Linked DNA regions of Mus musculus: regions 1, 2, 4, 5 and 6 are each linked to region 3. A link is a contact called in public HiChIP or PLAC-seq and promoter capture Hi-C data. All regions are on one chromosome and are shown on one strand. The core of a region is the stretch at or near the end of the contact, and the rest is flanking DNA. Distances in the headings are between cores, read along the strand shown. Region 1 holds the start of Ddx39a (DEAD box helicase 39a). Region 2 holds the start of Cc2d1a (coiled-coil and C2 domain containing 1A). Region 3 holds the start of Nacc1 (nucleus accumbens associated 1, BEN and BTB (POZ) domain containing). Region 4 holds the start of Dcaf15 (DDB1 and CUL4 associated factor 15). Region 5 holds the start of Palm3 (paralemmin 3). Region 6 holds the start of Samd1 (sterile alpha motif domain containing 1).

Region 1 (4,512 bases), core at 911-3,410, 970 kb after region 3:
TGAATTCCTTTTTATAGCCAAATATAAGATCATGTGAATTGAACCCCAGTGCTCTGAAAGAATGAAAGAACATGTGCTCTTAATCAATCAGCCATCTCTCTAACCCATCCAGAGGTTTTCTTTTTGAAAGGTGGTGAAGCATATTCAAGTTGATTGTGCTGATGCCACAGCATGTAAGAATATCACGGGTGTCATTTTTGGGTTACATTGTTTTGTCTGGATCACACCAACAGCCTCCTCAGTGTCCACTGATCCCTATGCTACACAACTCCCACAGCAGGCAGAGGGAGCCTACTCCAGCTACATCACACCTGGCTGTCACTGTGCTGTACGAGTCCCCCACATCCACACACCCCTACACATACACAAGTGAAAATGCTTAGGTATCAGTCCTTAAAGCACTAGACCCCAGCAAAGGTTTAAAGCAGAGACAGCTAGGAGAGGAGAGCTGAGCAGGCCCAGGGCCTGTGTTGTGTACTTCAGTTGCTAACTAGGCTTGGAGTTGAGTGATTCAGTAAGAATTTGCTCAAGATGGAGTGGAAGATAAGAGCAACAGCAGGGAGAAACTAATTCACTGAAAGGGAATTAGCTGGGTGGGGTACTGAAGTCGAGAAGATGAGTCACCAAAGAGCTCAAAGCCAGTCCTGGGGAGAAAAGAATCACACATCTCTGGGTTCAAACACCTGAATGACCAAGATGTACCTATTTCTATTTGAAACTGAGTCTCATGCAGGCCCTCAAACTTGTGTGTAGCCCAGACTAGCCTCGAATTCCAGATCCTCCTGCCTCCACTTCCCAAATGCTAGAATATATTAAAAATGAATTCTAAAAAATGCCTGAGACAGGGACAGACAGATCTCTAGTTCCAGGCTAGCCTGGGCTACACAGTGAGATCTTGTTTCAACAACAACCAAAAAACTTTTAAGTTCTAAGACTGGCTAGGCAAGGTGGCCAATGTGGCTTAAGAATTAATGATGCTTTCACACGACCTGAGTTAGGTTTCTCAGTTTACATCCTTCTAACTCCAGGGTCAGTACTTCCGGCCTCCTAGAGCACCTGCACACAGGTAGTCATTCAAATATTTACACCTAAATAAAAAACTTCAAGAACAACCTCGATTTCAGGAGAACCTATCTTCTGGCCTCTCATATGTGTACTCTGTCTTTAGGCAGTACTGCTTTAAAAACATTTATTGTGCTGGTGAAAGGATAAATGTGAAGCCGGGCTTAGTGGGACACGCCTTTAATACCAGACCTCCGGGGACTGAGCCAAGTGGACCTCAGTGAGTTCGAGCCCGACCTGGTCTTCAGAGAGAGAGTTCAAGGACGACCAGGATTATGTAAAGAGATCCTGTCTCAAGAATCTAGGCACACAAAAGGTTCCGGGAACTAGTTGAGGCGCAACTCGGAGCGTATGGCCCCCCACCCCCAATACGTCAGGCCTTGCTTCAACCAGGAAAATGAAACAAGTGAACCCAGACTGTCACAGACCTAAAGTTTCAACTATAGGTCCAGGCAGACCAGAGGCAACGGGCTGAACCGGCCTCACACCGGGAAAGCGACGCCGAGTGAATGGCCACGTTCCTAAGAGGCGCGACACTGGCCTTCCGCATCAGAGTCTGGAGAAGAATCTCCTGGGCGAGCGGCGGAACAAGACGGGAAGCCGGTGACTGCAGACTCGGGACGTCTGCCCAGATAGCCTGAGTCCTCTCGCCGTGACCGAAAACGCAGTGTGGATCCGCCCGGTCCCTCAATCCCACCACGGTACACATGGGGCCTCCGAGAGCCGCCATTCCCATCACCGTCCCCGGAAGCCGACCTACTAACGGCTGGCCCGCCCCTGGCGCATGCTCAATGGAGCCCAACGGCCGCCGGCTCGAGGTGCCTAACCGTCCCGCTGCTGTGCGCCCACTCCTCCCGCTGCACCGCGCCCCGCAGCTTCCCTTTCGGCGAACCCACAGCCCCGCACCGCGGCCCCGGCCTCGGGACCCGCCACTTACCTGCCGCCCGGTTCGCCTCCGCGAGCTGCAAAGAGAGCCACCCGTCCGGTTCTACGCCGCGACCCTGGACGCGCGCTACAGTGCTTCCTGCCTGGAGCCCAACTCGAGTCTCGCTCACTGGATAGCTGGCTTATCACTCAACAGAGGAAAGGATGATGGTTGGTTTATAAGGACGCTGTCGACCGGCTATTGGGCGTACCTAGACTCAGGTTCATTGGGCAGTCGTAAAGTAGGCGTGTCCAAAGGGGGAGTGGGCTAAGCGGCGGTTCCCGCCCAGTCACGTGAGATGAGTTAAGGGCCACAGTGGATACTGCCACTTTTAGCTGGCATCCGCACGTTAATTGCGCGTGTATGTGCCCCAGCTTTTTAAAGTGTCCTTGCCTGCCTAGCTTAGAAGCCCTGACTCTTTTGTTTGGTTGTATCATTTCGAGACAGGGTTTCTCTGGGTAGCCCTGCTGTCATGGAACAACTCCATCTGTGACCAGGCTGTCCTCAAGAGATCTGCCTGCCTCTTCCTCCATGTGATTGAAGGTGTGAGTGCTGTGATTAAAAGCGTCCACCACCACGCCCAGCCCCCCTTTTTAAAAAGATTTATTTATTTTTGGTTTTCGAGACAGGGTTTCTCTGTGAAGCCCTAGCTGTCCTGGAACTCACTCTGTAGACCAGGCTGGCCTCGAACTCAGAAATCCGTCTGCCTCTGCCTCCCAAGTGCTGGGATTAAAGGCGTACACCACCAGGCCTGGCAAGATTTATTTATTATTACATCTTAGTACACTGTAGCTGTTCAGACAGCACCAGAAGAGGGCGTCAGATCTCATTACAGATGGTTGAGTCATGATGTGGTTGCTGGGATTTGAACTCAGGACCTGTGAAAGAACAGTCAGCGTTCTTAACCGCTGAGCCATCTCTCCAGCCCTTGTTTTTCTTACCCCTACATTGTACCACCACCAAAACAAAAATCCCAGGCCGTAAACTGAGCTCATAGTTCCAGAAAGCCAGCTCTTTGGGGATTGCAGAAGAAAAGCAGCTGCCTGACCCCAGATATCTGGTGATAGAAAAAGACCTTGTCTAAGGAAAACAGCTAACCCCCATTCTGCCCCTATGAAACCTTCTTCTCCCTTCCCCATCCTTAGCTATAAAATCCCCAGCCTGAAACACAATCTACATTGTCTAGATCATGGTACTGAGAGGCTACCTGCCAGATAAATAAACTCTAGATGTTAATGCTGTCTACACTCATCCTTTCTTTCCACAAACATAATTCTTTCTCTCTCTCTCTCTCTCTCTCTCTCTCTCTCTCTCTCTCTCTCTCTCAAAACAAAACAAAACAAAACAAACAAACAAACAAACAAACAAACAAAAACCAGTCAGAGTGGCACAGAACTTTAGTCCCAGTTCTCTAGAAGCAGAGAACTCTGCTTTCAACTAGCCTGGTCTACATAGGATAGTTAGAGGCAGGCAGAATTCTTTGAGTCCAAGGCCAGCCTTGTCTATACAGTAAAGTCCAGGATAGCCAGGGCTACAAAGAGAGACTCTGTTTCAAAACACAAACACAAAATGAACAAACAAACTGCCCACACATCTAGATTCCATCCCTGCAGAGCTGAAACCACTCTTAGTTATGACCATGGCAACTCATAAAAGAAAGCATCTAGTTGGGGGCTTGCTCACATTTCCAGAGACTCAGTCCCTTATCATCATGTGGGGAGCATGGTGGGACGAGTGGGAATGTCTTACTTTGTACACTGCTCTGTTGGCGTGTTTGTATCTGTGCAATGGAGATCAGCGAGCCCTGAAGAGCACACGCATGTCATTAAGGCTGGGCAGCAGCACCATCTCACTAGCCCTTTATTTTTATCTTTTGTTTATTGAGACAAGGTCTCACCACATAGCTCTGTCTGGCTTGGAAATCATGTAGATCAGGCTGACCTTAAACTCATATATACACCTGCCCCTGCCTTCCAAGTGCTGAAGTTAAAGGTATGTGCTACCTTACCCAACATACTTTATTTTATATCACTCAATTGCCAAGGCTACGCTGAAGTCACCATCTTCCTACCTCAGTCCTTCAGGTGCTGGGATGACAAGTGTCCCTTGCCCAGCTAGCTAGCTTTGTAATTAGCAGGGTCTCAGTGTTTCTAGTTTCCTTATTTGGTGTACTGAGGGTGGACTCAGGGCTGCCTGTGTGCCAGGCAAGCCCTCTGCCACTATCTACAGCTCCAGGCTTTGTTTTGGTATCATTTGTTTTAGGAGTTTGCTTTTTAGCCTTTTAAAAATATTATATATACGATCCTTTTGCCTGCAAGTATGCACGTGTACCACGTGTGTGCCTAGTAGCCCCAGAGGTCAGAAGATGCCATTGGATCCCCTGGAACTGGGGTTACAGACAATTGTGAGTTGTCATATGGGTACTGTAGTGGCTATTCCTGGTTGTCAACTTGACTATATTTGGAATGAACTACAATCCAGAATTGGAAGGCTCACCAGTGACCCTTATCTGGAGGCTTGGAGAT
Region 2 (4,549 bases), core at 506-3,005, 540 kb after region 3:
CAGGAAGATCATAAGCTCAAAGCCAGCCTGGGCTACATGATGTCTTAGTTAGGATTTCTATTGTTGGAATAAAAACTATAAAAACCATAAAACTATGAACAAAAGCAAGTCAAGGGAGAAAGGGTTTATTCCACTTACACTTTTATATCATAGTCCATCACCAGAGAAAGTCAGGAGAGGAACCTCAGGAACTCACAAAGGATATGAAGGAATGCTGTTTACGGGCTTTTGCTCACAGCTAACTGCTTTCTTATGTAATTTAGGACTACCTGCCTCCAGGCAGCACACCCACGAGCTGGACCCACCTACATCAATCATTAATCAAGAAAACACACTACACTCTTGGCTACAGGCAAATCTTTTGGAGGCATTTTCCCAATTGAGAGTCCCTTTTCCCAAATGACTTGGGTCAAACTGACATAAAACTAGTCGGCCCACATGGCAAGAATCCCCTCCTCCATCTCAAAAACATCATAAAAAGTTTAAAAAGGTCACCTTGGGTCTGAGATGTAGTTTCATGGTAGAGTGTTTTATCATGCAGGAAGCTCCATGTTCCATTCCTAGTACCTCAAATAAATATTTTAAAAGCCGATTTGAGGCCAGGTTGTGGTGAATCATACTTTTAATCCCAGCACTCTGGAAGCAGAGGCAGGTTTGTCTCTGAGTTTGAGGCCTGATCTACAGAGTTAGTTCTAGGACAGACAGCCAGGGATATACATAAACTCTGCCTGGAAATAAATTAAAAATAAAAATAAAATAAAAAGCCAATTTGAATAAACCAAATACCTGAGTTCCGCTGTTTCTTCTTATTCATTTTATCTTTCCCTGAGAAATCTGAAAACAACAAACAAACTCTCCAGCTGTTGCCAGCACTGTATGTCCCCATCTGTACCCTGTCTCCCTCCTCCACTGGGCCCATCTGGCAGCCTGATGAGGGGAGTCAGCTGGTCTTCAGCAGGACACTGGGTGGGGCGACAGGTCATAGCCACCTTGGACCATGGCCAGGTAGCCATTCACACCCTTTCCCTGTGTGAAGGAACGATCTCGTCCTCTTCACGGTATCTGCTGGAGTCTCTGGGTTGGAGACAACTACGTTTCTCCCCCACCCACACCCAAAGCTTAATTATCTGGGACATGGGGTACTTGGAAGCTTCAGAGAGGTCTCTGGAGACCCACCAAAGTCACACAAGACTTTAGGAGGGCTACCCCGCGTCAGGAGTGGCTTCCGGCCAATGTCTTCAGACTGTGGGACCCATGGCAAGCCAGAACCAACCTGGGCCACAGCAGTAATGGAAGTTGCTCTGTCCTTAGTCGGGACGAGGTCAACCTGGATCTGATGGGGAATAGGTCGCCTAGGTCACTGGCGTAACGTTCTGAGAAAATACCCACATAGGCAGTCACGGGGACCGCGTGGCAAACTGGCGGTGGGAGACAGGAAGGCCTGAGGCCTGACACTGTGGACTCGGCTCCTGAAGACCTGCGCCACAGACGGGAGAGCAGGAGCATCCACACCCACACCCACACCCGCACCCACTCCACCACAAAGCCTAACAGAACGATGTGCGGCGGTGTGGAGCCACAGACGTCACACTGCCGCGCCCTCACACCTGCAGCTCTCTCTCTTTTTCCCGCCCGTGAGGCCACGCCCCACGCACGCGTAGTACCGACTACACACCTTACGCATGCTCCGCCTTCTCTCTGCCCTACTTTATGCTAGGCGCATGCGCCTCCACGCTCTGACTGCCGGGAATTGTAGTTTAACTAGAGAGCCCACGAATCCAGCCGCCGCGCTCCTGAAGGCCAAGGCGGAAGCTGGGCGGCCCAAACTCGAGAATCCCGGGGGGCCGGGCGCGGAGGAGGGACTCAGGGCTCAGGAACAGCGCGAGCTCTGAGACTCGACTTCGGTGAAGAGGCAAGGCAAGGCAAAGGTGCAGGGGCTGGTAGTCCGGGCTTCGAGCCTGGAAGATGCACAAGAGGAATGGACCCCAGGCACCCCCGGGCCGAGGTGCTGTCACTGCCCGCCAGGTGAGTGTGTGCCCCTCTACCCACCGAGGGGTACCTGCCCACCCTTCCTCAGAGTCTCTCTCCACCCTTCCTCACACTCGCGGGGAGTGCCCCACCCCCAGAAAAGCCTGATCCTCGCCACCAGGTGAACCCTGGTCTCCGCCCCGCCCCCGAGGTGAGGTGTATGGCCTACTGGGTTGGGCCATCCAGCTTCTAGCTTCACACCCCAGATTCAGGGAACACCTGTTGCTGCAGCACTTCCAACCGGGAAGGGAAAGCAATCAGACCGGCTTTTCAGGCCTTTGCATTAACTGGGTCAGGCCACACTCTACACCCATTGTACAGATGAGGACACTAAGGATAAGGGAGGCGCAGAGATCTATCTAGTCAAGGTCACAAGGATGAAGCACCTGGCCAGACAGAAATGTCAGTCCAGAGGTGTACAGGAAAACCTACAAGACTGTGGCCCAGAGCCATACTCCCAGATTCAGGGCCTGTGGGAGTTTGATTTGTCCCATCTTTGAACCAGGGATCCCAGGGCTCTGTGCTCAGGTTCCCCCTGACCTAGGTACATTTGACTGAATGTATTTGTAGTTTGGAGCCTCAGTTTTTCCACCTGTGGAATGGAAGCCTAGAAGAGTCCTTAAAGGGCAGTTATAAAGACTTACTGAGACTATTTATGGAAAAATGCTAGAACAGAGGGAGTGTGGCCGCTGGATTCTTGGGCTCTCTGTGACTAATGGCTTCACTCAATAGGTGAAGCCATGCATAACTGCTAAGATTTGGCCAATTTGGACCTATAGAAAGGGTAATTTCATGTAACTCATCATATTTTGTTGGTCACTAGCCAAAGCAGAAGGGCAGGTCTATAAAAAAGACCCAGTTCTTCAACTTTGCCCCCACTGTTGTCATAGTCATCGTGGCTTTTATTTATTTATTTTTCTCCTTGCCATGCTGGGATGGAACCCAGCTTTGCACATACTAGGGTTAGGGTTAGCACTTTAATGATGAGTGCACCTTCCAGTCCCACACTGGTGCGTTCTCTGCTGCTGGGGAGCCATGTGCATAAAGAACGTTATTGTATGAGGGTGTCTTCCTCAGCCTCCTGGTCTCTCCAAGAAATGGCTTCCTCGTAGAGATTTGGTTCCAGCATCCCGACGGGTCTCTGGGCCTGAGCGGTCTATGGAAGGTCTAACTGGAGCCCGGTTGCTCCCGTAGCTTGGTCTGCTGGTTGACTTCTCCCCAGACGGCCTGATGATCCCCGAGGATGGGATTAATGAGGAGGAGCTGGAGGCTGAATTCCTGGCTTTGGTGGGGGGTCAGCCCCAGGCCCTAGAGAAACTGAAAGGCCAAGGTAAGAAAGATGCTCAACATATTCTTTGGGACTTCTGCTGTGGGCAGTACTTGGAGCTAGGCACTGGGATGGACATGGGGCAGGAAAACAGGAGCCCTACCTTCCTAGAGTCTAGGTTCTGGGTGATCCTGTCAGGGTCAGCTGTGGGTGGAACTGGGTCTTTTCCAATCTGTTTCCTGCCATGTTTTTCTTCTTTGTTGAGAATTTGGTGTGTGTGTGTGTGAGAGAGAAAGAGAGACATGTGTGCAGACACACATGGAAGCCAGCAAACTATGTCAGATTCCCCAGAGCTGAAGTTACAAGTAGTTGTGAGCCACCCCATGTGAGTGCTGAGACCCAAGCTCAGGTCCTCTGCAGGAGCAGGATGTAGTCTTAACTATAAAGCCATCTTCCCAGCTCCTCATAGTTTTCAGTTTATGTGCGTGGTTTCACTATTCACAGTGGCTCTAAGCAAAGTATTGATTGGTGTTTCAATGCATAGATGGTAAGTGTGTGCCTTTGGAAAGTAGCATGTGTGTTAGTTGGTGGCACGCAGGTGGGAGCCACAGGTCCCTTGGTCACCAGTTCATTGTGCATACAGTTCATAAACACAGTAAATCTTAAGATGGAAGCACACAGAAGGCAAGGTTGTAGGTTATTAGTTAATAAAACCCTGACCAGAGGACCAGCAAGATGGCTCAGTGGGCAAGGAAGCTTGTCCCGAGCCTGACAACTCCGGGTTTGATCCCTGAGGTTCAGTCCATGAGACCTGCGTGGTGGAAGGAGAGAACTGACCCTTGAAAGATGTCCTCTGACCTCTACACATGTGCTGTAGCACACGAATGTGCATCCATGCATGTGCACACGTACAAATCCTAAGTAAATGAGAAACACAGCCTTAGTTGTAGTTCCCATTATTTGACAATTCAACCCTATATTTATTTTTTGTTTGTTTGTTTTCGTTTGTTTTTCAAGATAGGGTTTCTCTGTGTAGCCCTGGCTGTCCTGGAACTCACTCTGTAGACCAGGCTGGCTTTGAACTCAGAAATTCGCCTGCCTCTGCTTCCCAAGTGCTGGGATTAAAGGCATGTGCCACCACGGTCCGGCGACAATTCAGCCCTTGTAGAACTTTACAGGATACCATTTCCTTAAAGACATGCACTGTGCCAACAAGATGCCATGGATACCGCCCCCTCTTGCTTCATGCTTTTA
Region 3 (4,577 bases), core at 1,244-3,743:
TCAAAGGCTAAAAATGCTAACTGCTCTATCTTTAGTTAAACCCAGAAAACCGTAAGGTGACTTTTGCAAAGTCCCCCCCCTCTTCAATTCAATGTATGTAAACTGACGTGAAATTTGACTTGCAGAAAAGTAACAGGTCTGTGTGAATACAACTACAGGAATTAACTCTCGGAAGTCAAAGTCCACGACCACATTGTAAAGGGAAAAGGGGAGCCACACACCTTGAACACAGGAGGACCCTAAAAGGAATGTATAGTCCTGGCACTTAATATAAAAATCCGGTATGTGCCTTCATCTTTCAAGATGTTGGCCTTCGACTAATGCTGACGCCTCTCTACCAACTTTTCTCTTCCTTTGAGTGCCGCGTCCCGGACTGATATTCTCGTACAACCTCTACCTAACTGACCAACTCCCCTTGGCCAAGCTAACCCGCGACCCTTGCTCACGTCAGGTCCCGGTTGAATTCCTGCACCGGGTTATAGAAAACCTCGTTAGCACTGGGAAAGACGATTTTGGCGGCGCCCTCAGTGACAGTCGCAACCGGGTCCGCGGGTGGGCGCTCTTCCCAGGACCGGGTGCCGTTCTCCATCGCTGGTGGAGAGGGAGGCTTCTGGGCCTTCCGTTCCATGAACTGAGCTCTACAGAGGCTGTGGGCCGGACGGAGAGGACGGCTTAGCCACAGGATCGTCCTCGCGAGGGACATCCGCGGGCGCCTCAACCCGCCTGCCGTTTTCGAGAGAAGGGAAAAGGCATAGGGAGGTCAGAGAGCTGCATTCTGGGGCGGGGGTGGCCTCTATATCTATAAAGTAGAAACTAAAATCCGGTGGCCTCCATAACATCCTGCGTTCTCGAGGGCACTGGACCCAACAGAGGCTAAGGCCCGCGGCTCAGATTTCCCAACACACACACCCGGACAAACTTCTCTCTTCGGCTCAGGTTTCCCACCACACCCACACACCCACCCACCCACCCACCCACCCGGACAAGCGTCTCCCTTCCGCTCACAGGATCCAACGAGTCACGGTGCATGCTTCTCGCATTAGGGCCTGGGAGCCGCCATGTTGGCAAAGAGGGCGGGCCAATCACATGACAATAACTGACCAATTAGAGACATTACCTACAGTGGGCGACCAGGGTCAAGACTCTTCTAGGGAAGGAAGTGCGCAGGCTACACTACACCAGTGATTCTTAATAATACAACTCTTCTACAAGGGAGTTTCACTAGTTTAATTCAGGGCAAAAAGCGGAGGCACTCTGCACCTTTAGATGTCTTCTGTGTGCACCTTGTAGGTTAACTCAGGCTCTAGAATAGTATTCACTGTCTTTGAATCTCAGTCCCACCACGTACTCTGGGCAAGTTAATTAAAATGTAAGGCTCCTATTTCCCTTACCTGTTAAATAGGAATCTTAGCTGTCAAGGGCAAAGATTAAATAACCGAATGCCTGGGAAGTGTGCAAAGGAGCCACTCAGACTGAGTGTTGGCCTAATGTATGCATCAGGAAAATATGGAGATCCGGGATGTGAGAGTTATCTTAGCTTGCCTTGCTATATGTTATCTGTTAATTGGGGGTAGAGGGCACTCTTAATCCAGGTTGTCCTGGAGTTATATAGCCCAGGGCAGATTAGAGTTTCCTGCCTCAGTCTCTCATATGGTGAGATTTCAGGCATTTCTACCAGGCCCAACGGTACTTATTTTGTTTCAAAATTTTATTTTTTTGTTATTTTTGTGTATGTGTGCAGTTGTGTGTAAGTCCTCAAAGAGCAAAAAGGTGATAGTTTCTAGAACTGTAGCCATCTGACATGACTGCTGGGAACTGAACTCTATTCAACAAGAGCAGTACACACTCTTAATTTTTTTGAGACAGGGTTTCTCTGTGTAGCCCTGGCTGTCCTGGAACTCACTCTGTAGACCAGGCTGGCCTCGAACTCAGAAATCCTGCCTCTGCCTTCCAAGTGCTGGGATTAAAGGTGTGTGCCACCATTGCCCGGCCAGTAGACACTCTTAATCCAGTCCGCACTCTTCTGTTCTTGACTCTGCTACCCATCCAAAAAGTAGTCAGGCCTCTCTAACATTAGTTATAAGACGTATAATTATCTGAGTTAGTGCAAAATGCTAACAGAACTTCACATCGCATAAGCATCCTGAGTTTTCACTTTATTAACCTCTTGAACCTAAGTTTAAATCTTCGTATTCACTTTCCTGTGATCTTGATAGTTTACTCAGCTCAGCTCCATGAAACCTCATTTCCACAAAGAGCCTAAACTGTTCCTGGAACAACAGTTGTTCTCATTTTACAAGAAACTGAAGCTCCAAGATACAGAGCAACCTGTCCCGCAGTCACTCAACTTAGCCCGTCTACAGAACCGAGACCCGGGAGGAAAGAGGAGCTGGTGAGAACCGAAGCGCTCGAAGCGCGGCTAAGCTTGCCTAAGGGGCGGGGCCGAGGCAGTTTTCCTCCCTGCCGGCAGCGCCGTGCGCTTCCTCGGCGCTCGGCTGGGGCGGCCTGGCCCACAATGAATGGCCGCCGCGGCTACCACTGCTGCTGAGGCGGAGGCCGCGGAGGCCGCAGAGGCGGAGGCCGAGGCCGAGGCGCAGGGAGGCGCGCCCCGGGCCCAGGCCCGGCCCCAGCTGCCGCTGCGGAGCCCGCCGGGAGGCCCCGGAGCGCGGCCACAGCGCAGGTGAGATGGCCCGCCCCAGGCCCAATTCCGGCCTCCTCCCGCCCGGGGCGGCCCGAGGACATCAGAGGTTCCGGCGGAGGGCCGAGAGGCGAGGCCTCCGGGCGCCCTGCTGCGAACCAGAAGCCGAGCCCGCGGCGCTGACAGCGGCGGGAGGGCAAGAGTGAGATGGCCGAATCTCAGCTGGCGGCCTACAGCGTCCAGCCCGCGGGCCCGGCCCGCAGGGCTTGAAGGCCGCTCGGGGGAGGCGCGGGTCGCGGGATCCTTGAAGTCTCAGGGCCGGAGGGGGTAATCGCGTGGAGCCGGCAGGCGAGGCTGGAGGGGGGAGGGGAGGCCTCGGGCTGGCGGGGGGTGGGAGGGCGGAGGGCTGCGCCGCCCGAGGGAAAAGGCCTGGAGGGGTGCGGGAGGGCCGGAGCTTGCAGGTAGAGGGCGCTGGGGAAGGGGGTGGGCGGGTCAGGTTACAGGCCTTGGGGGGAGGTGAGGAAAAGCCCGGGAAGTTAGACTTGGGGGGGGGTGGGCGGAGCTTGCTCGAGTGGGGGCGGATTGGAGAGAGCCCTAAGATATTTGCAGGGGGTCGCACGAGGTCAGAGACTAGAGATGTGCGGGTAAACTCCGACGGGAGGGCATCAGGTAAGGCTGGGCGTGTTGGGAGTTTGCAGGCGGCCCAGGGCCTATGGTTTAGGATGTGGGGAGCAGGTTAGGAAAACCTGGTGTGAGCTAAGGGATCTGCCCCCCCCACACACACACATCTCCGTATGTTTGCTTAGGGTCAGAACCGGGGGGGGGGGGTTCCTCTTTCCCACGCCTCTTCTCTGACACCTTGGCCAACTGCTAACAAGGACAGGCCAGCGGCTGGATGGGAGTTAGCGTGGGCTGCACCGGATACCTAGTTCAAACATCTTGTTTTCGGTGTGTATGGCCCCTACTCAACCCACCGCCCTACCCCACCCACTATGGAGGCAGCCCAGCAGACATTACCTGATTATTCTAGAGTCCTGAAATCGTTCTCAGCCTTCTGGCGCCGGAACCTGGGGGCTCCAGTCTAGAAGATGAGCCCTCACAGCGTTGCAATACGCCCTAGCTTTCCAGGCCCAACCTGCTGCCTGGGCCTGAATTCTGTCTCCTCCTGGGAGATAAAATATTCTGTCGCCTCCTGGGATGGTGACTGCCTGAAGCTCTGTTGTGTCTTTGAGACAAAACAGGTACCTACACATCCTGACTTGTGCCTGGGGGAGGGAGAAGGAGGGCTCCTGGTCCCAGGGCCTTCCCTCCCTCCTTGGTGCCCCTTCTAGGGCAGGTTGTATGCTAAGCGTGGAACCAGCTAGTTCATTGATTACTCGCCACCGCTGGGTCTTTGGCTTTCTCTTTTCAGAGAAAGAAGCTGGGGTTCGGGGCGGGGCTTGTCCCTGGTCATATGACTAGACTGTGGCCTATGCCTATTAAGTCAAGTTCGCCCTCCTTGGGTATCAGCAGAGAAATTCCTGCTGTTCCAATTCCCTGTTGGAGTCTTCTTGGACCTGGCCTTTCCTGGGCTCTCTAGACCGGCTCAGTCAATCCCCTTGCAGTAGTTCCAAGGAACTGTGTGTGGGCTTCTTCATCCTGCTCATACCTTCTCTCCCATCCCGCATCTGGGAGTCAGGGGCACGGGGCTCATGAAAGTGCTGGTTCTGCTGCAGGAAGTGGTTGTAGAAGAGGGTGGTAGTGGTTTGGGAGTGAGATTTTGCTTTGCCTGGACTTTGTGCGCCTTACTTTGGTTTCTTAGCACACTGCTCCAACTCTAGACTAATTGCAAGGTTAACAGTGTGTTCCTTGTTTTGGAAGGGTAAAGTTTTTGTTTTAGTGTTGTTTTTTTGGTTGATGTTACTCTAGCTCAGGCTGACCTTGAACTTATTATAGCCTA
Region 4 (4,506 bases), core at 1,549-4,048, 580 kb after region 3:
GGAAAATTAGATTAAGTTAAAGAAGGGGCCTGTATATGATGGTGGTTAGCTTTAATCCTAGCACTTGGGAGACAGGGGCCAGTGGATCTCTGTAAGTTCAAGTCAACCTGGTCTACATAGAAATTTCCAGAGCAGTAAGGCTACATAGTAAGATCTTCAAAATAAATAAATAAATAAATAAATAAATAAACAAACAAACAAATAAATAAAAGCAAGCAAGCTAAGGAGCACTTGTCATACAAGCCTAACAAGAGAACATAATTCTAGGAGTTGGCTGGGCGCGGTTGGCTGGGCGTGGTGGTGAGCATCTTTACTCCTAGCACTCAGGAGGCAGAGGCAGGCAGATCTTTGAGTTCGAGGCCAGCCTGGTCTACATGGTGAATTCCAGGACAGCCGGAGCTATGTAGAGAGAACCTGTTTCGAAAATAAAAGTAAAATAAAATAAATAAACAAAATAAAAGACCTAGGAATCCAAGACAGGAGAGACTCAATCATAAATGCTGCTTTCTGACTTCCAGAAGCATGCCATAATGTCCTTGCACGCACGCACACGCATGCACGCACGCACACGCATGCACACACACACACACACACACACACACACACACACACACACACACACACACACCAACAGTAACAGAAACTAAAAAGAAAGAAAAAAAACCAAAAAGGTGTTTTTCCTCAGACCTATTATGTGTCATGAGAGCAACATGGCCCACAGCTGACAGTCATACTTTGCTTTTTGGTTAAGGAGCTATCTGCCAGATCACTTCTACTGCCCTCCGTTTACTTTCTGTTTTGTTTGCTATTGATCGACTGATTGACACAGTCTCACTACATAACCCTGGTAGGCCTGGGACTCTCTATATAGACCAGGCTGGCCTAGAACTCACAGACCTTCTGCCCCTCCCTAGTACTGGAATTAAAGGTAGGCAGCACCACGCATGCCCAGCTCCCCTCATTCTATAAAGACACTAATTTAAGTGCCCATACCAGGGAGCAAGTAAGCCCCTCCTCCTAGAGGAAGGAGTGTCTGTAGTAGAAGTTCTGAAGATGAGGAGGGGCAGTAAAACAGGTTTCTCCTTAAAGTTTCCTTCCCCACTACAGCAGCCTTGGGTGGATCTTGCTTCTTAACAGAAATCACAAACTCCAGGCTCAGTGAAAGACTCAGGAGGCAGTGGTTTCCTCTGAGTTTGAGGCCAGCCTGGTCTACATAGCAAGCTCCAGGTCAGCCAAGGCTATACAGTGAGGCCCTAAGAAACCAAAACCAAAACCAAAACCAAAACCAAAACCAACCAACCAACCAAACAAACAACTCATCCCTAAATTAAGGTGGAGAGTGAGAAGACCATTTTTGACCTCTTGTCTTTTCATACACTTTCATGGGCAAAATCTCATCTGTACACTGTGCGCGCGCACACACATACACACAAACACACACACACACACACACACACACACACACACACACACACACACACACACTGCCTCCTTGCTCTTCCTTTCCCTCCTGCTCTGGGTCCACTAGTCTATGATTCAGCTGAGGCTGGGTCTGCACATGCATGGTCATATTTTCTCCTCATGCTGGGGGGAGGGGGGCTGCTAGTGAGCCCTCCAGTCTTTGCATAAAGAAGAGATCACCTAGTAAGTCTCTCAGCAGTGTCCCCATCACTAATCCATACATCATGGCAGGTTAGTCTTGAACCTCTCCAGAAACCTTTGTCTTTGCTGGAATATTCCTCCTCCCCCGCTTCACAAAGCTACTTTGCATCCAACTGCCTTTCTACCCATACCTGGAATTCAAGGACAGGTACTCATTTCCTTGTTTATGACCTGTCCTGTTAGCTGGGTTCTCAATAAACCGAATGTGGCTGTAAAAAGAGCAGCCAGCAGTCTGGGTACACAAGTGCCATGTCTTCAGGGGAGTTCACTTTATGCCTGTTCCACGTGTAAAATAAAGGACCATTGCAGAGATTGAGTGAATGTAGGCAAAACTGGTGCATGAAGCTGTCATGTCCCGTAATATTTATTACCATTATTAATTAGTATGATAGGCTTAACAGGCCTTCCACAGGAGGTGCAAACTCAGAACCACGCCTGACCCATGGAAATTAATTTTTTTAAAAACAGCATGATATCTGTCTGATGCTATCATCGTCATCGTCGTCCGGAAGATGCTTTGTTTTGTTTCTTTGTTTGTTTTTCTGAGACAAGAGTCTCTCTGTGTAGCCCTGGCTATCCTAGAACTCACTCAGGCTGGCCTCAAACTCAAAGAGATCCACTTGCCTCTGCCTCGTAAGTGCTGGAAAGGCGTGAACCATCACGCCCGGCCTGGAAGATGTTTTAAAACGAGCCATTTTTTTCCCCACCGCCTTTTCCTGGTCTCCTCCCTAGCTGCCCAGGGATGCTCCTCAGGCCTCGGCCCTCCCAGCCTGAGCCAGAGCCAGGGCTGGAGATTCTGGCCCTTATGGACCACAGGTTCCCATAGCCCCGCCCACAGGCCGCTGGACGGCCAGTGGTTTCCACGGAAACCCACTCAGGGGCGTGACAATGTCAAGCCTGACAGAAATCTTCGCCTATTCAGTTGAAGTTTTTTGGCCGAGGAGCGCCAAAGTGGTTTCTGAGTGGTTTATCTTTAATGAAGGGCGGGAATAAGGCGGGAGCTGTTACCATCTTTACCAACCAAAAACCAAGATAGCTTTGATGGACAAGCGTAGCGGGAAGCGACAAGGAATGCCGGCTGTCACCCAACCGGCCGGCCGCAGTAAGGAGAAAAGGCCAATCAGAAAGTGCCAGGGGCGGGGCTAAGGGACCGGTTGCTCCGGAAGTGGAGGGAGGGGGTGAAAATGGCGCCCAGCTCGAAATCGGAGCGGAACAGCGGGGCCGGGAGCGCCGGCGGAGGCCCTGGGGGGACCGGGGGGAAGCGGGCGGTGGGGCGGCGGCGGGAACACGTTCTCAAGCAGCTGGAGCGAGTCAAGGTGAGGCCTGGCGTCTGAGGCGAGCGCGCCCGGTTGTGAGGAGGAGGGGACGCGGGAGGCGGCGGAGGGAGGGCGGCGCGGCGAGGTGGGGGGCGGGGCCGGGAGGGGGCTGGGCGGGCCGGGCGGTGGGGATGGGGATGGGTTTGGCGGTGTGGAGGCTGGTGCTGAGGCGCGGGCTGGGCTGGCGAAGGTTGGTGACTTGTGTGCAGCCAGTGAGGCGGGTCACCTGCAGGGGGCCTTGAATGAAGGCTGCTAGGCGAGATCAGTGAAGAAGGAAGGGGCTTGGGTGGCGGAGGCCGGGGAGAATCATGGAGGAAAGACCGGGGATGGAGGCTGATGGGCGGGTTACTGTAGAAGCTGTCCGAGGAATCTGGAGGAAGGGGAGACCTTGGTTTAGACCGATTTTTCAAAGCACTGCCCCTTGTTGGAGCTACCCCCCCAAACCCCTGAAGAGCCCCTGCTACCGACAATGGGCAGCCTCTGTTGGATGCTCCCTGTCTGTCCAAGCTCTGACCATCTCTATATCTAGTGCTTGTACCTAGGTCTGCCTCACTCATTGAATGGAGGAATGTTTCCAGAGTAGGGCCAGGTCTTCTCAAAGTGGAAGCCACTTAGGGCTCTGTCTCCCTTGTCAGAGGACACCTGAAAGGACAGGGATGTGAATAATGTTAGGTGGGCAGCTGTGGAGCAAGATTGTCTATGTGCACAGGAAGTTGGGAACTGGGTAAGGGCGAACTGTGCTTTTTCCTGGTGCTCCCTAAGCAAGGCTGTGGCTCTGCCCTTAGCCTAGACACTCCCTGGGCAAGGGTTATATCCTCTCAGGAAGGCTTGTCTGACAAAGCCATTCCCTTCATGGGTCGAGATGAACTAGGGGCAAGGTGCCAGGCCTTCTTTCCCACTAGATGGCTATCTTTTGAAGGCGGGCCAGAATAGCTCCCCAGTGGTCAGCTTTATGCCTGTTTCCTCAGATCCTTCCTTGGTGATGTTTTAGGGTGTGACAGTTGATTGGCAGTTAATTAAGAAAGGGGTTTTCTTAATAATGGATTGGAGCATTGGGAATACTGGGAGCTTTTGGTTCGGAGGCTCTATAGGTATAGGCTCTTGCCACCAAACCTAATAATGTGTGAGATCCCCAGGAGCCACGCAGTGAGAGGACATAGAGACTCCTGCAAGCTGTCCTCGCCTCTACTGTGAGTTGTAGTCTGCACAGTAACTACATTATCAAGAGAGAGATGGGTCCCCTTGTGGGCTAATTGGGAGCAGGCAGATAAATGCATGGCCCCACATCCTAGTCTCATGCGTCAGTTTTCAGGAAGGAGTCAGTTGTCCCAGTGAGGGATCCTTCCACAGGGAGACGTAGGGCTAGGGCTGGGAGGACTCTGGATCCAAACGGGGCTACGGCTGGGATGTAACCTGGGTCCTTGGTGGGGGTGGGGTGCTTTGTAAGGTCACTTGGCTTTGGTGTCTCCATCTGCCCCAGCAGTGGGCCTGGGGAAGCCTCGGCCTCTGGGAAGGAGGCTGGGAGGCT
Region 5 (4,517 bases), core at 1,442-3,941, 670 kb after region 3:
ACGCTAAAGCTCCATCTTACGTCTTTCTTAGCCTCGGTCTCATCTGTGAAATGGGCAGGGATAGCTTGACCCCAATTGTGCAAGAGAACAATTTGAGTAATTCCTGCACTTAGTACACCTTATACTTAATTACAAGAACTATCTCTACAGACTCCCACAAACATTCACAAATCCTGCCAGGCTCCAAATATGGTGTATGGGTAGTCCATATTCTCTCTGAACCTTATCTTCTACTCTGTAGCCCTTAGCCCTAGGGTGTGGGGTATGAAGGAATGTGGGGGAGAGAAGTAACCATTAAGCCATCACCATGGTAACTCCAGGGCTGTCTCTTTTTTACTTGTCTACCCCCTTCCTGCTGGGGACAAAGGTCAGTGGGGCATCCTGCCTAGTTGTGGACTTAGAGCTTCAAGAAGGGTGATTTGAGGTTTAAGGTTTAACCTGATATTTCTCCACCATTGTCTTAACTGAATTCTGTCAGCATCCCTGCTTCCCAGCTTCCAGGGAGGGGGAACGGGGGACTCTGGATCTTCAGTTAGGGGACAGGTATTATCAAAATAACATGATGAGCACTGAGCAACAGTTGTGGGGCTGTGCAAACCCCATATCTGCCAATGGTTCTAAAGGGATATCTACCTGCCTGTCATTCTCCACGCCAGACATGGTGGGCACTGAGATCTTTAAGTGTTTATTAATTTAAATCCTAACATGGGGGAAAGAATCCCAGTAACATTGTCCAAGTTCCAGCTGTCTCCTTTCAGATCCTCCCGACACACCCTGAAGGCATAACAGTGCTATTTATAGGGCTTTAAGTGCCCTGCAAGGCTTCCGCTGGGCCACAAGCCACCTCTGCTCAGGCCCCACCCCTCACCATTTGCTGGCTGCAGTCCACTCTTGCATCTGACATTCCTGCTCAGAACAGACCTGGCCAAAGTAGCCACAAGGCACGTGCCGGTCAGGCTTAGACATGCCCTATCTGTAGAAACATTTTATCTTCCTTGTGATCCTAGAAGGCAAACAGTACTAATGTTCCTGTTTTCCTGAGGGGAAACTGAGGTTCTGAGGAATAGCAAATAGACTCGTCTGAGGGACTGGAGAGGTGGCTCCATGAGCAGATGCCCAGAACAAACTGAAAGATGGCTCTATCCTCCCAGCTCTGCAGCAGCAAACAAGAGCCTGTCTCAAACAAGTTGAGAGTCAGAAACCACACAGGGTTGTCCTCTGTCCACACTAACACATACACACACACTTGTACTCTCACACCCTTGCACACACTCTAGCATGCACATACACTCTTAACACTCATACATCCACACACACACAAACATGTGCACACATACTTATACCTTCACACCTTTGCAAACACTCTCAGATGACACACACACTCACAGAGGACACACACAACACATGTACTCACACACTTTCATACACACACACATACACTCATACACATACACATGCATGCACCCACACCTCTCATATGTACACACACACATTCACAGAAGACATACAAACATGCAACCACACACTCTTATATACACACAGTTACATCCACAGAACACACACATCTACCCACACACATTCACACTCACAGTTATCACTCTTCTACACATTCACTCACACACACACAAATGCATTCACACACACACACACACACACACACACACACAGCATGAGATTGTCTGAAGTCAGGAGGGTGAATGAGGACACGAAGGACTTCTCCCTCAGTGTTGGCAACACACAGTGCAGGGTTCAGGGGCTCTAAGGACCTTCATTTGGATACACATAGGAGGCCAGAGACCCTCCTAGAGGAGGGGATTTCGACTAGGGCAAGGGCTGAAGGTTGCCTGACAGATGTCCCTAGGGAAGTCTAGACTCCTGTTCATCACTCTGTCCTTGGGGGAGGGCTGAAGTCCCCCTCAGCTGTCCCACTCCTAAGATGCTATCTCCCTAACTCTTCCTTGGGGGGGGGGAGGATCGGGTTCCCATTGCTAAGCAACCAGGTTTGTACTTGGTGAATAATGCAATGGAGGGCACAGAGAGTAAAGGACAGAATTGGGGTCCATACTGGAGGGAAGCCCTCTTTCTAGAAGTTTCTATAATCTCTTGGAACCCCTCTACCCATCATTCCCTAACTAAGGGTGGATAATCCCATACTAGGCAAAAGCTGGCGACTGAACCAAACCTCTCTCACTTTGAAAGAGCCTCAGCTAAGGTGAACTCCCCACACGTCGCTCATCTCTTAACTCCAAGGTCGTGCCTCAGCCATAATCGAGTTGCTGCTGACAAGGAGCGGAGGGGTGGCCATTGTTGCCTAAGACTTTGCCAATCTTTGGAGGTTGGGGCGCGCCTTTCTCCCTGGAATCTCTAGCATTTCCTCGCTGCATTCTTGAGAGGGTTGGTGACCAGGATTACACTTGGATGCACATTCTTGGATCCTGACACCCTTTGTCCCCTAACTCTGCAGTAGGCCTAGCTCTCTAGAGGCTTGGCTCTGAATGGGTCCCAGGTTTGGCCACCACGTCCCCTCGTGCTCCCCTCGGCTCCTTAGAAAGGCCAACTGGGGCTCTTAGGCCAGGCCGGTGCCCCCTACCCCAGCCTTTCCACCCCGCCCTCCCGCCCCCACCCCAGACACTTACGTGGGTGTGGCCGGAGACAACACCGGGGTCTGCAGAGCCATCACTGCCCAGCAGAGGTGTGAGCCAAAGGCCCCAGACTGGGCCTTGGTTGATGGGAGGGGGCTGTGGGGCGGAGCAGGAGAGCAGGTCCAGCTGGTTTGGGCGGGAGGCGCGGCCCGGTTGGGGCTGGGGCAGTGCTGGGGAGCGCTATCAACTTCTCAGGATGAATTATTTACCAGCCTCCGGCCTCCACGCTGCGCTAGGCTGCCTCCCAGTTCATATACACGCAGCCACGCCGGTGCTCCAGCAGGTGGGGGACAGCAGCCAAGCACTGACCCGCGGCCGCTGGGGAACACGCGCCTGCGTTGGGCACTCACACAGGAAAGTTTTACTAAAAGCCCAGAGTCATTGGCTCTCCCTTCTAGGACCTTGGAGCATGCTGTAGGGAGAGCTCTCTGACCCGGCTTTCGGAGACCATGGCAACCAAGAAGCCCAGGATGTGGGTCACTGTGGACAATTTGCCTCAGGTTTCAAGGCTTCAGTTTGCCCCGCTGGGAAATGGGAGAATAACTTCAATTGGCCTGCAGGTCAGAAGACCCTGTTGTGCTATTTAATGTTTAAGGGTGGGGGTAGAAATAAACGATAGGGAAATGGCCTCCAATTCACTACCGAGGATGTCTTTCCTTTGAACTCTGTCATTACAGACCTCCACAACCAGACCAGGTTTGATCTTTGTCTTGAAAGAGATCAGCCCTTGTCTGTCTCAGCTAGGTGCTTCAGAGGACCTTGCTCTGAGCAAGGACCCCTTCCCCCACCACACCGAGTGGTAAACTTACCCACATCTAGGCCTCTCCTCTCCTGACCGCTTCAGGGCTCCATGGGCCACTTTTGGCACGTAAAGTTGAGTGTCTCTCCTGGAAGCACAGGCTCCACCATACTGGATTGGGGCTGTCCTCAAGGGCTGGAATGGCCTATGTTCCACAGTCTAGTACAGACTCTTAAGAATCTAAAGATTTGCCTGGCGGTGGTGGCGCATGCCTTTGATCCCAGCACTTAGGAGGCAGAGGTAGGTGGATTTCTGAGTTCCAGGCCAGCCTGGAATACAGAGTGAGTTCCAGGACAGTTAAGGCTATACAGAAAAACCCTGTCTCAACAAAAACAGAGCCAAATATATATACATATATATATGAAGGTTTGATTGAACCTGAATCAAGTAGGTCACCTGACTTGGAATCCCACTTCCAGGAAGGTTCAGGTAGGAGAATGGCAAGGTTAAGCCTCCCTTGGGTTACAAAGTGAGTTAAAAACCAGTCTAGGAAACTTAGTAATAAATTGTCTAGAACTAAGTGGGTGGGGAATGGGGTGTTGGACATGTGGTTTTGTGGTAGAGAGCTTGCTTGGCATACATAAGGCCCTAGATTCAATCCCTAGAACGGGGGCGGGGGAAGTTGAATTTAAGCTTCTAGATTATTCTGAAAACATATTTCTACGACAAGAGGACATATATGTGTGCATATATGAATACATATTTGTATGTGTGCTGGAGTTGAACCTGGTAGGCAGGTCCTCAGCACTGAGCCACACCCCTGCCCTGTTTAATGTCTATACCCACGTGTCCTAGTCCTGTGCACACGGACGCAATTGCTGGTGTCAGTCACCACCGTATTTGCTGAGATAGGGCCTCTCATTGAATCAGAGGCTTCCTCACTTGGCTAGCTCACTGGCCACTAAGGCTTGGGAACACACCTGCCTCTGTCTTCACAGTGCTGGGCTGAGGGACAGGAGCTCCCACGGACTTTTTTTCCGTAGGTGCTGAGAGCCAAACCCAGGCCCTCATGCTTATATAGCAGGAACTCTGGACTGAGGTATCGTTCCAGAGGCTTTGCATGCTTTTTTTTTTTA
Region 6 (4,731 bases), core at 1,987-4,486, 690 kb after region 3:
GTCCTAGACTGATTTTGTCATTGTTGAGACAGGACTGAGTGCCTGTAGCCCAAGCTGCCTTTTAACTATGTAGGTAAGTCTAGTCTCGAACTCCTGATCCGACTTCCCTCTCTGAAGTGTGAAGATAACAGGTGTGCCACCAAGCCCAGCCACAAAAACCGTCTCTTTTTGTGGTGGTGGAGATAGAACCGAGACGTTCTATCTGTATACTTGGTGAGCCCATTGAGTAGTGGGCTGAGGGAAGCCGTAGCTATTCTGCCTCACCACATTACTGTCTTAATGTTAAACTCTTCAAGGAGGCTTTTAGCACCTTCTTCCTCCATACAGAAAATGAACTTTTTTTTTTAAAGTTTTATTTAAAAAACCTTCGGTGCAATATTAAAAAGCAATACAGCCAGGTGGTACAATAGTAGACAGACAGAAAGGGAAGGACAAGAGGACCCAAGGTCCCTTACCTCACCTGTTCCCCAGAGGCTGGGGGTCAAGGGGGAGGACACGGGGGTGGTGGGACGAGGAAAAAACCACCACCAGGATGAATAGGCAGAACAAAACACATATAAGATACATCTGGCTGAACTGAAGAGGGGTTTGGGGCCACAGGAAGCTCCCGTTTTTTTGTTTTTCAAAAATGTCCTGGTCTGGGGAGAAAGGGTGACCCCAGGTAAATGAGCCAACCAAGTCCTCCAACCCCATACTCCACTGCTGTGGAGAGGGGTGAACTAAGGTCAGGGGTGTGAGAAAAGGGGGAGAATGGAGAAGGGCACCCCCTCCCTGGAGTCTGTTAGGAAGGTTGAGTGTACCCATGCCCAGCTCCTGGACTATGGAGCCGCCCTGGGTGCAGTCTGGACTGGTTGGGGTGGGGACATGGCTGGGTGCTCAGCCTAGAAGGCCATCAGGATCATCATCCTCAAAGTGGCCTTGCTGAAGCACCTTGATGTGGTGCTCGTAGATCTTCAGGGCTGGGCCCAGGCGAATGGATAGGCCAGTGAGCACATCTGTCCGTTGCATGAGCAACAAAGACTTGCCATCAATTTCCTGGGCAGGACAGAAACGGGCAGGGTCAGTGAACACCCGTGAGGCCCTCTGTGCGTACACACACCTGTAGGCCCAGGCTGGGAACTCACCTGCTCTTGAAAAGCAGTGGCCTGCTCTGGGAAGCCCGCCTCAGTGAAGTATTCCACCACATCCATGACTGTCCACTCCACTGGGTCTGTCGGCTTCTCCTTGCGCCCGGGACTGCATCAGAATGGAGAGCAACAGTGACCTTGACACAGCTCTGATTGCCTAACACCCAGGTGCTAACCCCCAACGCTCCCAATGCCTCAACTTACGGACAGCCAAAAGGTGTCCCATCAGCCCCAGGTAGAGCTGGTTTTCCTGGAGGCAAAGGCACCGGAGATGGAGAATCTGGAGCTGCTCCAACACAAGCTGGGAAAGGAAAAGCAGAGGGCAGTCAGGCTAGGGATCACAGCTCCCTGCTCAGCACTGCCCCAATCCAGAGGGGGCCTTACCTGATCCCCCTTCTTTATTCACAGCTGTCATCGGGAACACCTGCCGTGTGCAGCTGCCAGGTGCTGGTCCCCGTCCTTCATCCTGGCCCTGGTAGGGTCCACAGGGCGACCACTCCTTGACCCTCTCCTTAGCACTCTGAGGGCCCCGCTCTCCATTAATCTGATGGTGCTGAGCACCTGCGGGGCGGTCACTCTCGGGCACTTCTGAGCCCTCAGATACATTGTCCTCCTCCTCCTCCTCCTCGTCTTCATCCTCATCTTCCTCTTCTTTCTCAAACACCCGTTCTTCTCCACCTCTCTGGGGCCAGAGAAAGAAGCAGGCAGAGTTAGAGCTCTTCTAGTCCCAGATGAAATCCAGTGTCCGACGCCACCTTTGACAACAACACGGAGTAACTTTTACGCTGTGCTGTCGTTTCCGTGCCAGGTTCTGGGTTAATAAAGCCCTCAATAGCCAAGTCTTACTAAACTCGTTCAACTACCCCCAGGGGTCGCTACTGTCAGCAATCCACGTTTACAGCCGAGGAAACTGAGGCTCCCGCAGATCAGATCACTGACCAAGACCACCGCGTTCGGAGTCCACGGGGACCGTGGGCGAATCCCGGCCACCTGACGTCCCGCTCCCTCCCGGGACTCTGGTCCCCGCCAACTTCGCCCGCACCTGCCCGGTGCGCTCACCTTGCTCCGCGCCGCGCGTGCGCTAGCGGCCGGCGGCGCCCGTCCCGGCCTGTCTCCGCGGGGTAGCGCGAGCGCTCCCAGGCGGGTGCGCTCCAGACGGCCTCGCGCCGCTTCCTCTTCCAGCAGCCCCTGCACGCGGCCGCGAGTGAGGCGGCCGCTGGCGCCGCCACTGCCCCCGAGGTAGCGCACGACTTCCCGCAGGCTCACGGGCCGCGCCGGGCCGCCCGCCCGCGCCGCGCCCCCCTCCGGCGGCGGCTGTGGCTGCGGCGGTGGCGGCTGCTGCTGCTGTGGCGGCGCCGGCGGCTCCCGGGCGGCGACGGCGGGCGGCGGTGCACGGCGCGGGCCGGCTGGGGGCGCCGCGGCCGGGGGCGCGGCGGGCGCTGGTGGCGGCGCGGCCAGGGGCGCGGCCCGCTGCGCCCGGGGACCCGGCTGCGCGGGGCCGGGAGAAGGGGGCGCTGTGGCGGCGGCCGCGCGGGGCGCCCGGGTCGGGGCGGCGACGGGCGCGGGCGGCGGGGCGGGCGTGGGCGGCGGCGCGGCGGGGCCCCCGCGGGGGACGCGCGGCGGGGCGGGTGGGGTGGCTCCGCGGCGGGGCGGCTGGACGCGCGCCGCGTTGCGGTACGAGATGCTCCCCTTGTAGCTGACCCGGAGCACGGCGCGCTGCTGGATCAGTTTCTCGAGCTCCGCGCGCGTGCGCTCCGGCTCCGGGCCGTGCCGCCGCCGCACCATCCGGCAGATGCGCTCCAGGTCCGGCCGCGCCTTGCGCGAGCGCAGCGAGTCGATGGTGTCCAGAATCCACTCTTGGTAGTGCGGGGAAGCGGCGGACGACGAGGCGGCGGCCGCCGTGGTGGCGGCCGCCGCCGTCTCCGGCGGGGGTAGGGCCGGGGGCCCCGCCATGCCTCCCGCCCGGCCCGGCTGCACGGTGCGCGCTGCCTCCCTCCCAGCGCGGCGCCCCCTCCCCGCTCCCCTCCCTCCGCCGCTGCCCGCCTCCTCCGCCTCCCCCCGGGGGGCGCAGCGCCTCGGCGGAGCGGCGGCGGCGCTGCTGTTTCTTCGCAAAAAAAAAAAAAAAAAAAAAAAAAAAAAAGCGAGAGAGAGGAGAGCGCGCGAGAGAGACAGAAAAAAAAATAGTGAGAGAGAAAGAAAAGAGGAAAAAAATATGCACACACTCACTCACTCGCACGCACGCACACAACAGCCCCGCTTCTGCTGGGCGCGCGCGGGGCCGGGGATGCGAGGAGGGAGGAGGGGAGCGCGGCGCGGCCGGCCCCTCCCCGCCGCCGCCGCACGCGCGCCCTGCGCCCGGGACACTCCGGCCCCCCTTCCTGCTCGCCCTCCCCCGCTGCCCGCCTTCCTCGCTCCCTCCCACCCCCACGCGCCCGCTTTTAAGGTGGAGCCCGGGCCCCCGCCCGCCCCGTGTACCCGTCGCTCTAGCTCACTCCGGCTCGCTCCGGCCCCCCCTTACAACTCCCGCGCGCTTTTTAAGGAGGCGCCGCGGAGTTGGCGCCGGAGCGGGGGCGGGGAGCGCGGCGGGCGGGGGAGGGGGAGGGGAGCCCAGGGGGGAGGGGACAGGGGCGGGCGGGGCGCGCGGGCGGCGTTCGGCCGCCCTCCAGCCATTGGGCGCGGGACCCAGACGTCCTCGGCGCCCAGCCCCCTCTCCACGCCTCTCCGCGCTCAGCGCTCTCGGGACCGCACTTACCGGGAACTAGCCGCGCCGCGGCCGGACGCGCCTCGCTCCTGGGAAGCCGCGGAGACCTCACCAGCGGCCCTGCCGCGCCTACATGAGGGCTTGGGGGCGCGCGGGGCTCCCCTTTTCTCCTACCCTGCTAATCCTGCTGCTGTTTGGCCGAACCGGTCCGAGTGGCCCTCTCCAGTGCCCTCTCTGTCCCGGACTAGACCGAAGTAGGGGTGGGAGCAGATTTGAGGGCCCCGAACTCAGGGTCAAAGGACAGTTTGCCCACCCCACCCCTCCTTTCTCTGGCCAGGCGGAGGAAGTACAGGAATTCCAGCCAAACCTGGTTTCTCCAAGGTCCCGAGGCCGGGGTCTCCAGAACCTGGACATTGAGGTTCGAAATTCCCTTTCCAACACCCCAAGGGTGTGATCGAAGTCGGGAAAACCAGCGACACTTTTATTTTAAAACAAAACTTTATTGGTAATAGTTTTCAAATATGTTTACAACAGCACACTGTTCAAGAGGAAGTCTCATCCTTCGAAGCACACAGGTTGAACGACCCCCTCGTCCACCCGGGGCCCCCACCCAGGCCTGAGAGCTCCTCCTTTTTGGGAGAAGTTACGAGAGGGATAAACACAGGGATAAATGGGGTAATTTCCCCAGCAGCTCCCCACCTTTCTATTGAGAGAAAAAGCACAATCAGACTTGGGGTTGCAGTGAGTGGGGACGCACGGCAAGAGGTGATGGACAGCTGACAGCTAAGCTAGAAGCGAGGCGCCCAGGATGGGGGAGGCTTCTTAAGGGGGCTGATGCACAGGACAATTGGCATGAGACCACTGGAAAGGGGGGCCGGGAGGCTAGCAGCTCAGGGCGAGATT

The links. Promoter capture Hi-C pulls out the DNA fragments that hold promoters and counts their contacts. HiChIP or PLAC-seq counts read pairs in DNA pulled down with a chosen protein or histone mark.
Region 1: an H3K4me3 HiChIP or PLAC-seq map of bone marrow-derived macrophages shows a contact between it and region 3, with 8 times the contacts expected there. The contact joins the promoter of Ddx39a here to the promoter of Nacc1 in region 3. A contact is called at or near these places in 4 of 39 promoter capture datasets (HPC-7-derived erythroid cells, cranial neural crest, liver and 1 more), 1 of 484 Hi-C or Micro-C datasets (B cells), 1 of 115 datasets of contacts at active chromatin or transcription factors (bone marrow-derived macrophages) and 2 of 9 other capture datasets (adipose tissue and liver).
Region 2: a contact with region 3 is called in a promoter capture Hi-C map of second pharyngeal arch cranial neural crest. The contact joins the promoter of Cc2d1a here to the promoter of Nacc1 in region 3. A contact is called at or near these places in 7 of 39 promoter capture datasets (the HPC-7 cell line, cranial neural crest, frontonasal cranial neural crest and 4 more) and 3 of 9 other capture datasets (adipose tissue, liver and pancreatic islet).
Region 4: an H3K27ac HiChIP or PLAC-seq map of acute myeloid leukemia shows a contact between it and region 3, with 2.5 times the contacts expected there. The contact joins the promoter of Dcaf15 here to the promoter of Nacc1 in region 3. A contact is called at or near these places in 5 of 39 promoter capture datasets (the 3T3-L1 cell line, cranial neural crest, hippocampal neurons and 2 more), 1 of 115 datasets of contacts at active chromatin or transcription factors (acute myeloid leukemia) and 2 of 9 other capture datasets (adipose tissue and liver).
Region 5: a contact with region 3 is called in an H3K4me3 HiChIP or PLAC-seq map of embryonic stem cells, with 7 read pairs. The contact joins the promoter of Palm3 here to the promoter of Nacc1 in region 3. A contact is called at or near these places in 1 of 39 promoter capture datasets (embryonic stem cells), 1 of 484 Hi-C or Micro-C datasets (embryonic stem cells), 2 of 115 datasets of contacts at active chromatin or transcription factors (bone marrow-derived macrophages and embryonic stem cells) and 3 of 9 other capture datasets (adipose tissue, embryonic stem cells and liver).
Region 6: a contact with region 3 is called in a promoter capture Hi-C map of embryonic stem cells, with 2.0 times the contacts expected there. The contact joins the promoter of Samd1 here to the promoter of Nacc1 in region 3. A contact is called at or near these places in 4 of 39 promoter capture datasets (cranial neural crest, embryonic stem cells and liver), 3 of 484 Hi-C or Micro-C datasets (the G1E-ER4 cell line and embryonic stem cells), 2 of 115 datasets of contacts at active chromatin or transcription factors (the SCID.adh cell line and bone marrow-derived macrophages) and 5 of 9 other capture datasets (adipose tissue, embryonic stem cells, liver and 2 more).

The regions. Positions count from the first base shown.
Region 1 is chr8:83,712,825-83,717,336 of GRCm38.p6, reverse strand. It overlaps Ddx39a (DEAD box helicase 39a), which reads right to left and starts at 2,160. Exons shown (of 11, transcript NM_197982.3): 1 at 2,000-2,160.
Region 2 is chr8:84,145,123-84,149,671 of GRCm38.p6, reverse strand. It overlaps Cc2d1a (coiled-coil and C2 domain containing 1A), which reads left to right and starts at 1,755. Exons shown (of 29, transcript NM_145970.2): 1 at 1,755-2,025; 2 at 3,223-3,358. The coding sequence starts at 1,966. 4930432K21Rik (RIKEN cDNA 4930432K21 gene) reads right to left here and starts at 1,634. Exons shown (of 9, transcript NM_029045.2): 1 at 1,274-1,634; 2 at 787-834. The coding sequence starts at 814.
Region 3 is chr8:84,685,778-84,690,354 of GRCm38.p6, reverse strand. It overlaps Nacc1 (nucleus accumbens associated 1, BEN and BTB (POZ) domain containing), which reads left to right and starts at 2,493. Exons shown (of 6, transcript NM_025788.3): 1 at 2,493-2,680. Trmt1 (tRNA methyltransferase 1) reads right to left here and starts at 1,108. Exons shown (of 17, transcript NM_001164559.1): 1 at 1,006-1,108; 2 at 447-723. The coding sequence starts at 703.
Region 4 is chr8:84,103,089-84,107,594 of GRCm38.p6, reverse strand. Dcaf15 (DDB1 and CUL4 associated factor 15) reads left to right here and starts at 2,798. Exons shown (of 13, transcript NM_001357322.1): 1 at 2,798-2,978. The coding sequence starts at 2,847.
Region 5 is chr8:84,019,648-84,024,164 of GRCm38.p6, reverse strand. Palm3 (paralemmin 3) reads right to left here and starts at 2,691. Exons shown (of 7, transcript NM_028877.1): 1 at 2,637-2,691. The coding sequence starts at 2,677.
Region 6 is chr8:83,996,021-84,000,751 of GRCm38.p6, reverse strand. It overlaps Samd1 (sterile alpha motif domain containing 1), which reads right to left and starts at 3,236. Exons shown (of 5, transcript NM_001081415.2): 1 at 2,187-3,236; 2 at 1,512-1,809; 3 at 1,332-1,428; 4 at 1,125-1,236; 5 at 337-1,035. The coding sequence starts at 3,080. The coding sequence ends at 877. Prkaca (protein kinase, cAMP dependent, catalytic, alpha) reads right to left here. Exons shown (of 10, transcript NM_008854.5): 10 at 4,308-4,731. It also overlaps a transcript of 1700067K01Rik not described here.